Linked DNA regions of Mus musculus: regions 1, 2 and 4 are each linked to region 3. The links are chromatin contacts, called in public promoter capture Hi-C maps. All regions are on one chromosome and are shown on one strand. The core of a region is the stretch at or near the end of the contact, and the rest is flanking DNA. Distances in the headings are between cores, read along the strand shown. Region 1 holds the start of Agpat4 (1-acylglycerol-3-phosphate O-acyltransferase 4 (lysophosphatidic acid acyltransferase, delta)). Region 2 holds the start of Tcp1 (t-complex protein 1). Region 3 holds the start of 1700010I14Rik (RIKEN cDNA 1700010I14 gene). Region 4 holds the start of Wtap (Wilms tumour 1-associating protein).

Region 1 (3,558 bases), core at 878-3,377, 3.1 Mb after region 3:
TGTTTGTTTGTTTTTTGAGATGGTTTTTCTGTATAATCCTGGCTGTCCTGGAACTAGTTTGTTTGTTTTTTGAGATGGTTTTTCTGTACAATCCTGGCTGTCCTGGAACTAGCTCTGTAGATCAGGCTGGTCTGAAACTCAGAGATCCATCCACCTGTCTCTGCCTTCTGAGCGCTGAGACTCCAGGCATGTTCCACAACATCCAGCAACAAGTCTCAAATTCTAAAATTAAATTTCCACCCAAAATGCCACTATGAAAAAAAAATTAACTATCTGGAAAGTATTTTTGGAAAACTCATTGATTCCCGTCAACAATAAAATCACAAAATATGGGCTGGTGAGATGGCTCAGCGGTTAAGAGCACTGGCTACTCTTCCAAAGGTCCTGAGTTCAAATCCCAGCAACCACATGGTGGCTCACAACCATCTCTAATGAAATCTGATGCCCTCTTCTGGAGTGTGGAAGACAGCTACAGTGTACTCACATATAATAAATAAATAAATCTTAAAAAAAATAAATAAAATGGTATGGTCAATGTTTAAAAAAAGTCACAAAATATAACTTGAAAAGTTATAAGAGAGAATTTTACTGGGGAGAGGGGGTGCTGAGACCATTTCTCTATGTGGCCAGAGGGGATTGAATGTTCTAGAAGCTAGAGTTAACAAGAACAAGAACTTAAATATTACATTGGATTCCAAGAACAAAAATTCGGAGTAATTTATGTTATGTGTGTGTGTGTGTGTGTGTGTGTGTGTGTGTGTGTATATGCGTGCGCGCGTGTGTACTTATGTGAGTTTATGTGCACCACATTCATGCAGGTGCCCCTGGCCAACATCAGAGAGTGATGGATTCCGTAGAGTTAAAGGCAATTGTGAGCTGCCAGGTGCCTGAAACTGAACCCTGACTTATTCAAGAGCGGTAAGCACTCTTAAACCCGGAGCCACCTCATCTCTCCAGTACTTATAGGAAACTCTTTACTAACAACTTTTATAGCCCTTGCTAGCCGTTCAAGTTAATTTTTACACCCCACAAATGGGCTTTCGGTTTGGATTCTTCCTTATGCCCTCCACCCTCACTCCATTTGGCTTTGCTCCTCTCACATTCTAGATGATCTTCAGGATGTCAAAGTCCAAACCCTTTTCCTGCTTCTTGAGTACCTTCTTCTTGGCTCCTGTCTGCAGGGCAAGCTATTTGCCGTGCTTCTGCAGCCTGGAGGAGGAACTTCTCAGTACTGCTCGCGCTAGAAAGTAGAGCGACCACGGGGCATTCTTTCTGTAAATATGTAAACATCTGCGACAGTGTCTTGAACAGCCCGTATTTGAAGGGCACTTTAGGCACCCAGAGATTGAATTCACCTTTCCAGGAATGTCACAGACCTGGCCTTTGCGCACTTCCAACACCGCCCCCCCCCCGCCCCCTTAAAGTTTCAGGACTCTGTTCGGTTAATCTGCTCAGACCCTTGCTAACTTAACAAGAGTGTAAATGTCATGTGCATGTGTGTGTTGCCTGCTTGTGCGCACTAGCATGAGTAGGCAGTCCTGGCACCCGCTGGCACCCAGCTTTGGAAGGAGAGCATCCATCCACAGGAGCTCCGGGCATCCTAGGTCTGTTGGTCCTAGTCTCGGGAACGCTGGGCGTGATCTTGGAAGGGGCTTCCGGGCTGGCGGAGTGGTGGCCAGGAGAGGTGAGCAAGGCACTAGAGTGCGCGGGCTTCAGCTTTCATCCTGTTTTCCCCCCACCCCCACCCCCAAACGAAATGGCACAGGGGACTTGGGGCGTGGGGGGGGGGGCAATTTCCAGGGCAGGAGGCCGAGGTTTCTCAGGCTGTTTGCACGGGGATGCAACAGGGCTCTTGAGCTGGGCGAGTGGCGGCAGGCCACTGGGATGGCTTTGTTATCCACGCGGGTGACTACTCGATCCCAATCCCCATCTGGCTCCAACAGGAGGCCGAGCTGGACACTTCTTTACACTCATTGGAAGGAGAGGGTGACTCATGTTACACGGGGTCCGAGCTTCCCTCCCAGTAGCTGCTAAGTCGTAGCTTTAAAAGGAAGTGACATGGGTGGGGAGAGACGTCAGCCGAGGACCACCTTTTTTTCCCTTCCCGAAGGGTCCACCCCTTTGGGTGGAGTCTCGCTTTTTCTTTCCAGTGTTGGCTGACTTACAGCTTCTCTAAAGTAGAGGCAGTTTCTGAACCTCAGGCTCCTGCCTCGCAGTTCTGGCTTGTGAGCACCAATGCAAAGAACTGCCCGGAGCGAGGTAGGTGGTGTTGGTACGATTACCAGGCACCTTCTCCTGGGGTGTGGCGTGTGATGATCGGATGCCCTTCTCTGGCAGGGGTCCCTCTGCTCGGCTGGTTTCCTAGTACTTTGGAAGGGATAGGCTCGGAGCGGGATGCTGGTGGGGTTGGAGCGAATGATGCGGGGGTGGGGGTGGGGGCAGAGGGAGGAGCACCGGGGCTCCGCGACCACTGCTTTGTGCCAGATTGTGAGGAGCTTTCTGGGGGCTCTGCGAGCAGCCCTCCCAGGGTGGAAGCATTTTCTTGGCTACCGTGAAGGTGTAGCGATGGCTCCTGTTACATATACGGGCTCTCTTTTCGTGCAACACGTTCTTCTGTCTCTGGTGTTTCTATGACAACCACAAAAATATACTCCACAAAAATACAGTCCCAATCTAAATTGATTTATTTGTATTTCCTTCCTGGGCTTGGCCTGGCTGGGCCTCGCTGGAACGCAACGTGACTCTGTAGATACCCCCTCCTCTCGTTTTCATTTTGGTTTTTCCCTATCGCAGGAGGGCTGGGGGAGGGGAGTTGTCAAGGAAACAGGCATTTGTAATCACCGCTTTATTTACTTAAATTTAAGCTTCTGGGTTCTCCATCATATGTCGGGATTTTTAAAGGGAGTTCTTTTATGTTTTTGAAGCTTTCCAGTATTAAGGGCAGCTTTTAGAAACTTAACTAATTTCTTAAGACATGATATTGAACAAACTAAGAGGGGCAGGGGGATTTAACTCTTTATAGGAGGATACTGCATTGAAATAAAGTGTTGCAAAGTACCTGATAATTCACACTGGTAAATATGTTATCAGCTGTTCAGGCTCACCCACAAGTCTAAACATGTATAAAACGAGTCTTGGCTCTATTCTGAACTTCATTTAGCCACAAATCAAAGTTCAGTTAGCATAAGAAATGCTAACTACCCAGCTGGGTCTCTAGGGTATTGTTCTGTGGTGCTCTCACCTGGATTACCCAGTGTTTACCCTCTAGTCTTTCCAAACCTGGCACGGATCTGCTCATCTGAAGTTATCACTCAGCATCTCCTACTGGGGGGAAAAAGTTATCTCAAGAGGAGGGAAACGTAGTGTGGATGTGTGCATGTGTGTCTCTGTATATCGGGGGTGGGTGGGTAAGGTTCCTTTTGAGAAAAACAATTAAGACTCCCAAGTTAGAGGTATGATATCCTTCTGGTGCAACGTAGGGAGGAAAAAACAAACCTTCAGAAGAAAACTAAGACACGAGAGGAAATTATCACCTACCCAGTAATAAGCAGAGGTGGA
Region 2 (3,370 bases), core at 308-2,807, 3.9 Mb after region 3:
TTTGAGGCCAGCCAAAAAAAAAAAAAAAAAAAAAAGACATACATTTAAAGCATCTAGCATAACTGCTTGTAAATCCAATGCTTTCAGTTAGTAGCCATCTTGGGGCTGGGGAGTGCAGTTCAGAGGTAAAGCACTTGCTTTGTGTGATGAAGGTACTCATCTAAACTGCGTAGTTCTCCCAAAATAAAATTTAACATTTATTTCCATGTGTATGATTATTTTTGGGAATGTATCGCTGTGTGCCAAGGTCAGAAGAGGGTGTCAGATCCCTGGGAACTGGAATTACAGACCATTGTAAGCTGCCTGGGTCCTCAGTGAACTCAGTAAGTGCTTTAAATGAATACAAATTTTAAAATGTATTTCATAAAATGTTTCTATTAATGAACTTTTAACCTTTATTCCCCCCATTAAAAAATCATTAAGGCTCAAACTTTACCCTAATGTGCACGCTAATAACTAATTCTACTTAGCACTCTATTCTGTAACAGCTTACACACACACACCTTTACTTACTGAACAGGTAGGTACACAGGCCTGTCAGTTCCAGACACTCAATCCCAGCCTCCTAGCCTCCTTTGCTAGAATAGCCTTCATGGCAAATGATTTCGCGGCTTCCTGTCCTTTAGATCTCAGCTTTTTGACATGTCACCTTCAGAGAGGCCTCAGGACATAGCCGCTTATTCTCAAATTACCGTTTAAGTTTTCTTCAAGGCAACTAACTAGTTGCTTGCTCCAAGGTCGCTTTCTACCCACATGTCATCTTCCTGACACATCCCGAGGCTTACCTGGCAGGATCAGTCAGGGGATTGGTGAAATTGGTAAGGTGCTAAGCACAGCTTAGTCAGTCACAAGCCGACTTTAATTACCTGTGCCAGAACTCACGGTTAGGCCACACGGTAGCCCAGCCCCGTTCTTTCCGAGCTACCCCTAAGAGCTCCAGATTCCGAGGGTTCCGGTTGGTGAACTCCGGGGCCACCGCTTCGTTTTCCTTACTCTCCACGTCGGGCTGCACGGCCGGCACGGAACTGGTTGAGAGGGCTGCGAACCCACACTCTAGAAAATGAAAAAGATCACATGCATCTTTCACTTTCCCACATCAGGTACAAAATCGCATTTGCAAATGCACACGTACTGTGCACAGAGCGCAGGCAAGGAGGTGGGGCGAGATTAGTTACCCAGTTTCCTGCAAACTGACAGACATTTCCAGAACCGCGGCCGAAGCGCCATGGCTGACGGGACCTGGGCAAAGTCACACAGTGCCCTATCTTCCTTTGCTCAGGGTCGTCTCGGGGAACAACTAGTCGCAGCCATGTTAACTGTGGGTAAAGCTACAAGGGCCGGCAGTACCTCGGTGTCTCAAGGACCCGGAACTAACAAGCTCCCTGGTGCTGAGTGGCCGAGTGAGCGATCGGTATCCCTGGCTCACCAATCACCGCAGACGTTGAGGCGGAGGGCGGGACACGCTAGCCGTGGCCAAGAGCCTGACTTCCGTTTTCCACTTTCGCGCCTTTCTTCTACTGTCTCTAGTTGACCCAGCGTCCCGCAGCCCCCTACTTCCGGCGTTTTCAGTTTTTCGCCCCGCCCAGCCCTCGTCTGTCAATCCCTACCGCTTTCCCGGCAGACCTTGCGGTTGGTGGAGCGTGGAGAGCGCGCAGGGCGTGTTACCCAGCAGGCCCCGCGGCATCGCTCGGGCCTTTCCACGCCGTGGTCCCCGCCGTGGTGGCCGTTAAACGGTCTCAGAGCGGAGCTATCGGTTGTCTGCGGCCGTAGTGAGCTTTGCTTCGTTTCCTGAAGATGGAGGGTCCTTTGTCCGTGTTCGGGGACCGCAGCACTGGGGAGGCGGTCCGCTCCCAGAATGGTAAGGGCGAGAGAATGGTAAGGGTCCAGCTCGCGGCGGCGCAGGCCGAAGCCCAGCCGCAGTCCGTAGGCCGGGGCTGTCCGCCGGGCCCAGTGAAGTTCCTTCAGGAGAAGCCCAGCCATCCCGGATCCGCCCTCACTAGCGGCCGGCTCGGCGCCATTGCGCCCTACCGTGTAAGGGAAGAATGTTCGAGAATGCACACGGTTGGGGGAGGCGTTCAAGATGGGTGTGGGCGTCCGTGCCCCAATACCTAGTAGAGGAGCTCCAGATAGACTTCTCCGCCACTCCCCTCTGCTCCTTTGTTGGGTTCCAAGCCGGTTGGAGCACCTCTGACATAGCCAGAAAAGAGTAGCTTTCACCGGTTCCATTGGCCCTTGAGAAGATGCTCATAGAATCTAGGTGGCTTTTGCGTTGCTTCCCTTCCCTGGTCTGGTTCTTGGATGCCCAGAATCTGCAGGTGACAGCTGCTCCCCCAGTAAAACGTAACGGAATGCAAACTGAACGTTATTAAGCGATACTTTTAGCTGCCTTTATCGTGGTTAACTTTAATACGAGTAAGCACGTGGTTTGCTGTGGTTGAATTTGTTCTTGAAAGCATTCCCTTGCAGGAACCGTGTTCTGTGTTGTGCTTTTTTTTTTTTTTTAAACAACTCTCTTAGAAATTACTACTACTTTATCCTGGTGAACTATCTAATATTCTTACTAAACTTGCCAGAGTCTGAAGAGAAAGGCTGAACTTAAAGGGTTTTTTCCCCCCTAGTGTAGTAGTAAGGAATGAACTTAAGATTGCTTATAATTTGAGGCATTAAAATCTTTGCAATCGGTGATATACCAATACTAAATAGAAAAAAGAATAGTTAACCTTCACTGGTCCTTAAGTAAGTGATTCCCCCCCCCCCCCACACACACACACACACACACACACAGGGTTTCACTGTATAGCTGTGGCTGTCCTGGAAGCAACTTTGTAGACCAGGCTGGCCTCGAACTCAGAAATCTGCCTGCCTCTGCCTCCCGAGTGCTGGGATTAAAGGCGTGCGCCGCCACACCCGGCTTGATTTTTTTTTTTTTAAATAGTAATTACAGACTTTAGATTTTAGCAAATCATAGGTAGTTGAGTGTCATAGTTTATGTGTTGTTCTAATTAGTTTTCACTGTTCATCTACAGTTATGGCTGCAGCTTCTATTGCCAACATTGTTAAAAGTTCTTTTGGGCCAGTTGGCTTGGATAAAATGTTGGTGGATGATATTGGTGTAAGTATATATCTAATTGCTCTTGCTTGCCTTGATAAAAGTACATTGTTTTAAATTTCAAAAAAAAATCTTTGGTAAAGTCTTTGTTTTTACCTGAGTATGGATGGCATCCTAGAGCTTGGTTTCTGTGTTGACCACTTATTCCTTCATATTTCTTAGGATGTAACCATTACTAACGATGGTGCCACCATCCTGAAGTTACTGGAGGTAGAACATCCCGCAGCCAAAGTTCTGTGTGAGCTGGCTGACCTGCAAGAC
Region 3 (3,220 bases), core at 27-2,526:
AGCCACAGGAAGCAAGGCAGTAAGCAGTACTCCTCTGTGGCCTTCTGCATCATCAGCTCCTGCCTCCAGGTTTCTGCCCAGTTTGAGTTCCAATTTCCTTCAAGGTCAGAGTAAACTGAAATAAACACCCTCCTTCCCAAGTTGCTTTTGGTGATAGTGTTTATGACAGCAATAGAAACCCAAGACAGAGGTAGACTGTGTGTACATGTGCTCTACCTCCTCCAACACCACCATCTCTGCCCTGAGCCTCACGGGGAAGGGGTCAGGGTGTGTGGCTCGGTGGTAGGGCATTCGTTTGCCTCTGAAGAGTGGGTTCCAGCCTGGCACTGTGGAAAAGTTGCTAGTTCCCTTTCATATCAAACCAGGCTGAAAGGGTCAGAATTCACTGCCCGAGTCATAGGTTAAGGTTATAGGTCACCTGGGACTAGGTGCAACTCTGTTCTTCCTGGCTTTCCATAGCACTTAGCCATTGCTGCTCAAAACTCTTCCCTGGGTGAACGCAGGTGTCTGGTCCTTCCATTCCTCTGCCTTCAGGAGCCACCCCCTCCCCCACGTGGGGACAACATGGGCAGTGAGCCAGGGATTTGCTTCCACAAAAATCCACCTTAGTTTTGACAGGTCGTTGCAGTGATAATAATTGAATATACTTCTCCTTCAATCACTTTGATAGACGACTAAACAATAGGAGGGAATATGGGTTTTACTATATTCTTAAGAATCGACACATATTTGACCCTTGACGTTCTGATTTTTGTCACCTAAGGGATAGAATGATTACGCTGACATAAGCCATGATTTGGAAGAATTTTTTTTTCGGCCGTAGGGTGGGGGGGGGGGGGAGATTAACATTTTCCAGAAGTAGGGGAGGTGCCGCTCTTACTAGCACATGCCTTGTGCAAACCAGAGTTCTTCCCTTTCTGTCTGAACTCGAGGATCTGAGTTGGTGACCCTATCGCGTGTCCAGAAACACCTCAGCCCTCCTCTTTAGCATCCCGTGTGCTCTGGTTCTTGCGTCTAGAACCAAGGACTGCAGCGGGGGCACATTCACTGGGGACACCAGTTATCTTTTGTCCCATGCTCTGTAATGAATCTTGCCTAGTTTTGTTTTGCAAAGTAAAACCAGTGAGCATCCCTCCAGGGCTCCCAGACCTGGCTGGGGAAGGTGGCAGACTCCTGGCTATTCTGTTATTCTGCCACCCTGTGGCCGGGCGCCAGAGTTACACTGAGGGGGAGGGGCTAGGAATATTTACTGTTTCCATGGCAACTGCAGCTTCCGTTGGCAACTGCAGCTTCCGTTGGCAACTGCAGCTTCCGTTGGCAGCGAGCCGACCAGAGGGGCAATGGCTGAGGATCAGGAACCTGACTGTAAGTGGTCTGCCTCTATTTTTGTGGGTTTTGACCCGGTTGATGTTTGTCCAGGAAAGCTGGTTTCTCAGAAGTGGTTTTGAAAGTAAAAACCTTTCTGGTGGCAGGAAGTCAGCTCCTGGATCAGGAGGGTTTGCTTGGACCCAGCGACTCAGACCTTTCAGAAGCTTAAGGAAGCTGGCTACTTCTGTCCTCAACCGGAAACAGAGAGCAAAGAACACACGCGCACCATTTCTCCACTCAGCTCCAGGACCCCGCCAGGAAACAGAGTGGGTCTTCCCACCTCAGCCCATTTAAGAAAACCCCTCAGGTCATGGCCACAGGACAACTTCATCTAGACAATTTCTTTTGAGAGTTCCTTCCTGGATTCTATTTTGTGTCAGACTGATAATCAAAAGTAACTATCACCTTGGTATGTGTGTTATAGGATGTGTGTAAAGGCGTATGGAGTGTGTGTGTGTAAAAGTACCTTGGAGGGAAAGGGATGGAGGGGCTCACCATACTCGTTCAGTGCTTTTTGTTTTGAAGCTGAGAGTTTTGCAAAACTTCCTGTACCACACCGCTCTCTTGGTATGTGACTTACAGGTCAGAGAGGCAGGCAGGCAAGCAGGTGTCTGTTTCGAATACATAGATGATTGTCCACACATAATAAAAGTAGGGAACAGCTCACATGTAATAAATCTAACAACCTAACAGTCTAGCTCTAAGTGACACCACCAGTATTGAGAGGCAGAGTTCACTCAGGGAATATTGCTAGAGCAACAGGTTGCAAGTCTACTGTCCTAGTGCACAGCCAACCCCCATATCCACATGCAGTGATGTGGAGGTCATTGACATTGATGGGACACTGACAACACTGCAGATGTCCCTTGAGAGTGACGAGGCTAACTGGTAACAGCCTCAGTTGTGCTTAGCCAGGTCAGCCCGCATGCTAGACACTCAACACACACAAGGCTCAGAGCCAGGCCATTGGCAGGACATCTGCTGGGAGACATGGTCTCTTGTCATTAGAGTAAGCATGTGGCTCATGTCTGCTGAGGTACATTGGAGACCAGTATCTGTAGAGCTTCCTGAACCTGGACTTTTATGACCCTTCTGAGGCTGGTCTAGTTTTTGCATGTATGGTGTGCATGTGTGTGTTGGTCAGTACCTTGGAGAGAGGTATCCCCCCTATAAAACCCTACAACACAGACACCAAGGGGATAGTTAATTTTGATTATCAACCTGACACAAAATAAATTCACAAAGGAGCTCTGAAAAGAAATTGTCTAAATGAGGTTGCCCTGTGGCCATGCCCTGAGAGGTTTTCTTAAATGGGCTGAGGTGGTGTACTGGCTAGTTTTGTGTCAACTTGACACAGCTGGAGTTATCACAGAGAAAGGAGCTTCAGTTGAGGAAATGCCTCCATGAGATCCAACTGTAAGGCATTTTCTCAATTAGTGATCAAGGGGGAAAGGCCCCTTGTGGGTGGGACCATCTCTGGGCTGGTAGTCTTGGTAGTCTGGTAGTAAGAGAGCACGCTGAGCAAGCCAGGGGAAGCAAGCCAGTAATTAACATCCCTCCATGGCCTCTGCATCAGCTTCTGCTTCCTGACCTGCTTGAGTTCCAGTCCTGACTTCCTTTGGTGATGAACAGCAGTATGGAAGTGTAAGCCGAATAAACCTTTTCCTCCCCAACTTGTTTTCTTGTTCATGATGTTTGTGCAGGAATAGAAACCCTGACTAAGACAGGTGGGAAGACCCAATCTGTTTCTTGGGTGGGGCCTTGGGTGAATGGAAAGAGAGCTGAGTGGGGCACTGGTGCGCATGTGTTCTTTGGCCCCTGCTCCTGATTCTGTGTGGGGTCACCTGATCCC
Region 4 (3,303 bases), core at 354-2,853, 4.0 Mb after region 3:
GGTTTAAAAGAAAAAAAAGCGTTTAAAAAAAAGGCATTTAAAAAATTTTTAAATTTATTATATGGTAAGTACACTGTAGCTGTCTTCAGATACACCAGAAGAGGGCTTCAGATCTCTTTATGGGTGGTTGTGAGCTACCATGTGGTTGCTGGGATTTGAACTCAGGCCTTTGGAAGAGCAGTCAGTTCTCTTAACCGCTGAACCATCTCTCTCCAGACCGCATTTAAAAATGTTTTATGAATGTTTTGCACGTATATATGTGCATCACGTGCACGCCTGATGCCACCCACTGAGGTCAGAAGTGGGAAGTCAAAATTCCAGAACAAGAGTTAAGGATGGTCAAGAGCCATCATTCCGGTGCTGGAAGAGAAACTGCTGAGCCAACTCTCCAGTCCCAAAGCTCAAACATAAGCTAAAGGGAAAGAAAGGTAGAATTTGTAGTAACTGATCTGTGACTTCCACCTATCTTTCCAAACAATAAAATTAACTAAATGAAAAGGCTAGGGTAGAGCGTGAAAACGATGAAAAAGGCGTAAATAAAACGTAGAGGATTATAACATGCTCCTTGAAGCTTTAACAGGCTCACCGATCTTTACAACCAGCTTACAGTGTATTCTTAGTCCTTTGGGGTCAAATTAACTGACTTCCTCATTCTCAAACCAAGAACTGTGGGCTCGGGGAATTGCTGAACGGCAGAAGGCTGGCCTAGCGTGCATGCACAAGGCCTAGCCGCCCCCCACGCCCATAAAACATGTACACAGAGAGGAAAACTTAGGTCTTGTTCTACCGTGCACCCGCTGTCTTATGCAAAACAATTTTAAATACGGTCAAATCAGCCATACAGAAATCCAAAACTAGACTAGAAGTTCACGAAAAATTCCACTAAGCTGTCAAAAAAAAAAAAAAAAAAGAACTACTCTCACAATGCATGCACTTATGTAAAAATGGAAGTCCACAGGTGAACGTGGTTGCAAAGACAAGCTACTACGTGGTACGGAATTGTTTTTAACAAAAAAAAAACCCAAAAAACAAAACAGAATGCTTCACTTGTGCCATACAGAACTGTGGGTACCTCTGGGTCCCCGGTGACGAACCCTGGAAGGTGGGAGGGGGCGACAGAGGCGGGGAAAGGACCGGCATGGCCAGTCAGCCCCGAGAGGGCGGCCTCCGGCCTCCCCGCCTCCCCGGCCGCGGGAACGCCCGCCCTGTCCCCTGCCGTCAGGGACGGAAGTAGAATGGCCGCGAAGCGGTGCAAGGATCCCCACGGGCAGCAAACCGCTCTGCCTAACGGGAAACCTGCACGGCCGCAGGCCCGGTCGCCCTTCCGGCCCGGAGTGCATTTCCCCGGGTCTAGGGCGGCCGCGCCTCGCTCCCCGGCCCCACAGGCCCTCGTGGCCATTCCCGCTGCGGGCTGCACCTACCTTCCCAGCCCGAGGCTGCGCGGGCGCCGCCAGTCACACAGGCCGAGGCCGCGCCGCCGCCGGCCCCCCCGCGCTCCTCCCGCCGCAGCGCTGGCGAGAACCTTTATTTGCGGGTCTCGCAGCCACAAAATGGCGCTGAGGGAGGAAAGCCGGCCCTGCCGCCGGCCCCGCCCCGCCCGGACTGCGCCCCGCCCCGAGCGCGCCGCGGAGACCCCGCCCGTGGCCCACTCACCCGAGACGCGCCTCTCGGGCGCCTCCTCGGTCACCGCGCCGGGCGCCTCTGGAGAGAAGGGGCGAGGGGCGGCCGGCTCGGCCCCGCTCGGGACCTCGGGGCGCGGAGAGGCAGCGGCACTACGCCGCCGCCGCACGGAGACAGTCCGCGGAAGCCCGCACCGGCCCCGTCGGGGCTCTGCAAGCTCAGCGGGGCTGGGAAGGGAAGCGGCCGGAGAGAAGGGCGGGCCCGCGAGGTCGGAGGTCACCCGCGAGGCATCTCGGGACGACGGCCGCTGCCGGACAAGCTCGGCGGGGCCACCTGCGGCTGCTGCGCGGCCTGGGCGGAGGAATCCGAGCCGACAAGCGCGTGATTGGCTCTTCCAGGCAGTCTCACAGCTCAGGATGCTTCCGCGCATCGTGCCGGAACGGGGAGACAGCGGCTTCATGCTTAAGCGCCCCTCGTTTTAAGTTGGGGGCGGGGGAGGGGGACTTAGAAGCCGTCGCCGTTCTTGGGGCCGCCGGCTTTGCCCCGGGGCGTCTTTGGGTTTGAGTCGAGGAGCCAGGAGGCTGCGCGTGTGGGCAGACTGGAAGCCCCGGGAAGGCAGCCGGGTGAGGGTTCTGGAGTACTCTAGCAAGAACAGCGGTGCTCGGCAGTCTCTTCAGCACTTCCCAGATGGGACAGTCATATTTAGGCTTAGTCGGTTTTATGAGCCCGGTTAATCCCCAGCGTAGGTGCCCTGCCTGAGATCATTTATAAGGATACAGTTACAGTAGAGACCAGATGCCACCACTAGGTAGTTTACATCGCAGGGTCCTTGGAAAACTAAAGAAAATGGAGAAGGACGTGAACAGATGGTTCACAGATCCTTAAAATATTCCATAGAAGGAGGATCAACTTTGTTTATAATGGAAATATACATTGAAATCCTGTTTCCTGGTGAGGATGCAGACATTAATAGTTATGTGTTACTTTGGAATGAGTCCTGGCTTGAGTGAATAAAGCAAGGTGTAGAAATACATATACACATATATGTAGGCACATATCGAGAAAATGGAAGAATATTGCAGAAACTTAATAGTTACTCAAAAGAGGGTAATGGCTGTAGGAGATAAAGGTAGAAACAGCAAGACTTGTGAGTTTTCAAAACTTATGAAACGAATAGGTAAAACAAGAAAATCCCTCCAGAGTCCAAAACAAATTGAAAGGAATCAATTCAAATTAAAATTGATAGCGGAACTGAAAGATACACAAAAGAAAGAATATAGCTGCAGTGTTTGAATTTCATGCTCTGGCTCTGTGCCTACAGAGGGCTCTGTCCTAGATACCTAAGAATCACTCAGTTTCACTAAGTGATTTGTAGTTATAACATTGTTGCTATGGTTTTGAAGTTACATATATTGTAGTACAAACATTTTAATGTTACTTTCTTCAAAGATTTCTAGTGTAAAAGATAATGAGATACAAATTCAAATACCAAAGAAGTTCAGAGACACTATTTTAAATTTAAAGATTAACTTGGGGCTGGAGAGATGGCTCAGTGATTAAGAGTACTTGTTGCTCTTTCAGAGGACCTGGATTCAATTTCCAGCACCCACATCATGGCTCACAATTGTAACTCTAGTTCCAGAAGACCTGATGACCATTTCTGGTCTTGGTAGGCATATTGTG

Evidence for each region. Promoter capture Hi-C pulls out the DNA fragments that hold promoters and counts their contacts.
Region 1: a promoter capture Hi-C map of pre-B cells shows a contact between it and region 3. The contact joins the promoter of Agpat4 here to the promoter of 1700010I14Rik in region 3. A contact is called at or near these places in 4 of 39 promoter capture datasets (cranial neural crest, maxillary cranial neural crest, pre-B cells and 1 more).
Region 2: a contact with region 3 is called in a promoter capture Hi-C map of pre-B cells. The contact joins the promoter of Tcp1 here to the promoter of 1700010I14Rik in region 3. A contact is called at or near these places in 2 of 39 promoter capture datasets (cranial neural crest and pre-B cells).
Region 4: a promoter capture Hi-C map of second pharyngeal arch cranial neural crest shows a contact between it and region 3. The contact joins the promoter of Wtap here to the promoter of 1700010I14Rik in region 3. A contact is called at or near these places in 3 of 39 promoter capture datasets (cranial neural crest, pre-B cells and second pharyngeal arch cranial neural crest).

The regions. Positions count from the first base shown.
Region 1 is chr17:12,117,157-12,120,714 of GRCm38.p6, forward strand. It overlaps Agpat4 (1-acylglycerol-3-phosphate O-acyltransferase 4 (lysophosphatidic acid acyltransferase, delta)), which reads left to right and starts at 2,128. Exons shown (of 9, transcript NM_026644.2): 1 at 2,128-2,259.
Region 2 is chr17:12,914,772-12,918,141 of GRCm38.p6, forward strand. It overlaps Tcp1 (t-complex protein 1), which reads left to right and starts at 1,558. Exons shown (of 12, transcript NM_013686.4): 1 at 1,558-1,858; 2 at 3,027-3,112; 3 at 3,272-3,370. The coding sequence starts at 1,795. It overlaps Mrpl18 (mitochondrial ribosomal protein L18), which reads right to left and starts at 1,320. Exons shown (of 4, transcript NM_026310.3): 1 at 1,176-1,320; 2 at 867-1,053. The coding sequence starts at 1,227.
Region 3 is chr17:8,987,057-8,990,276 of GRCm38.p6, forward strand. It overlaps 1700010I14Rik (RIKEN cDNA 1700010I14 gene), which reads left to right and starts at 1,277. Exons shown (of 10, transcript NM_025851.3): 1 at 1,277-1,365. The coding sequence starts at 1,341.
Region 4 is chr17:12,990,656-12,993,958 of GRCm38.p6, forward strand. Wtap (Wilms tumour 1-associating protein) reads right to left here and starts at 1,604. Exons shown (of 8, transcript NM_001113533.1): 1 at 1,422-1,604.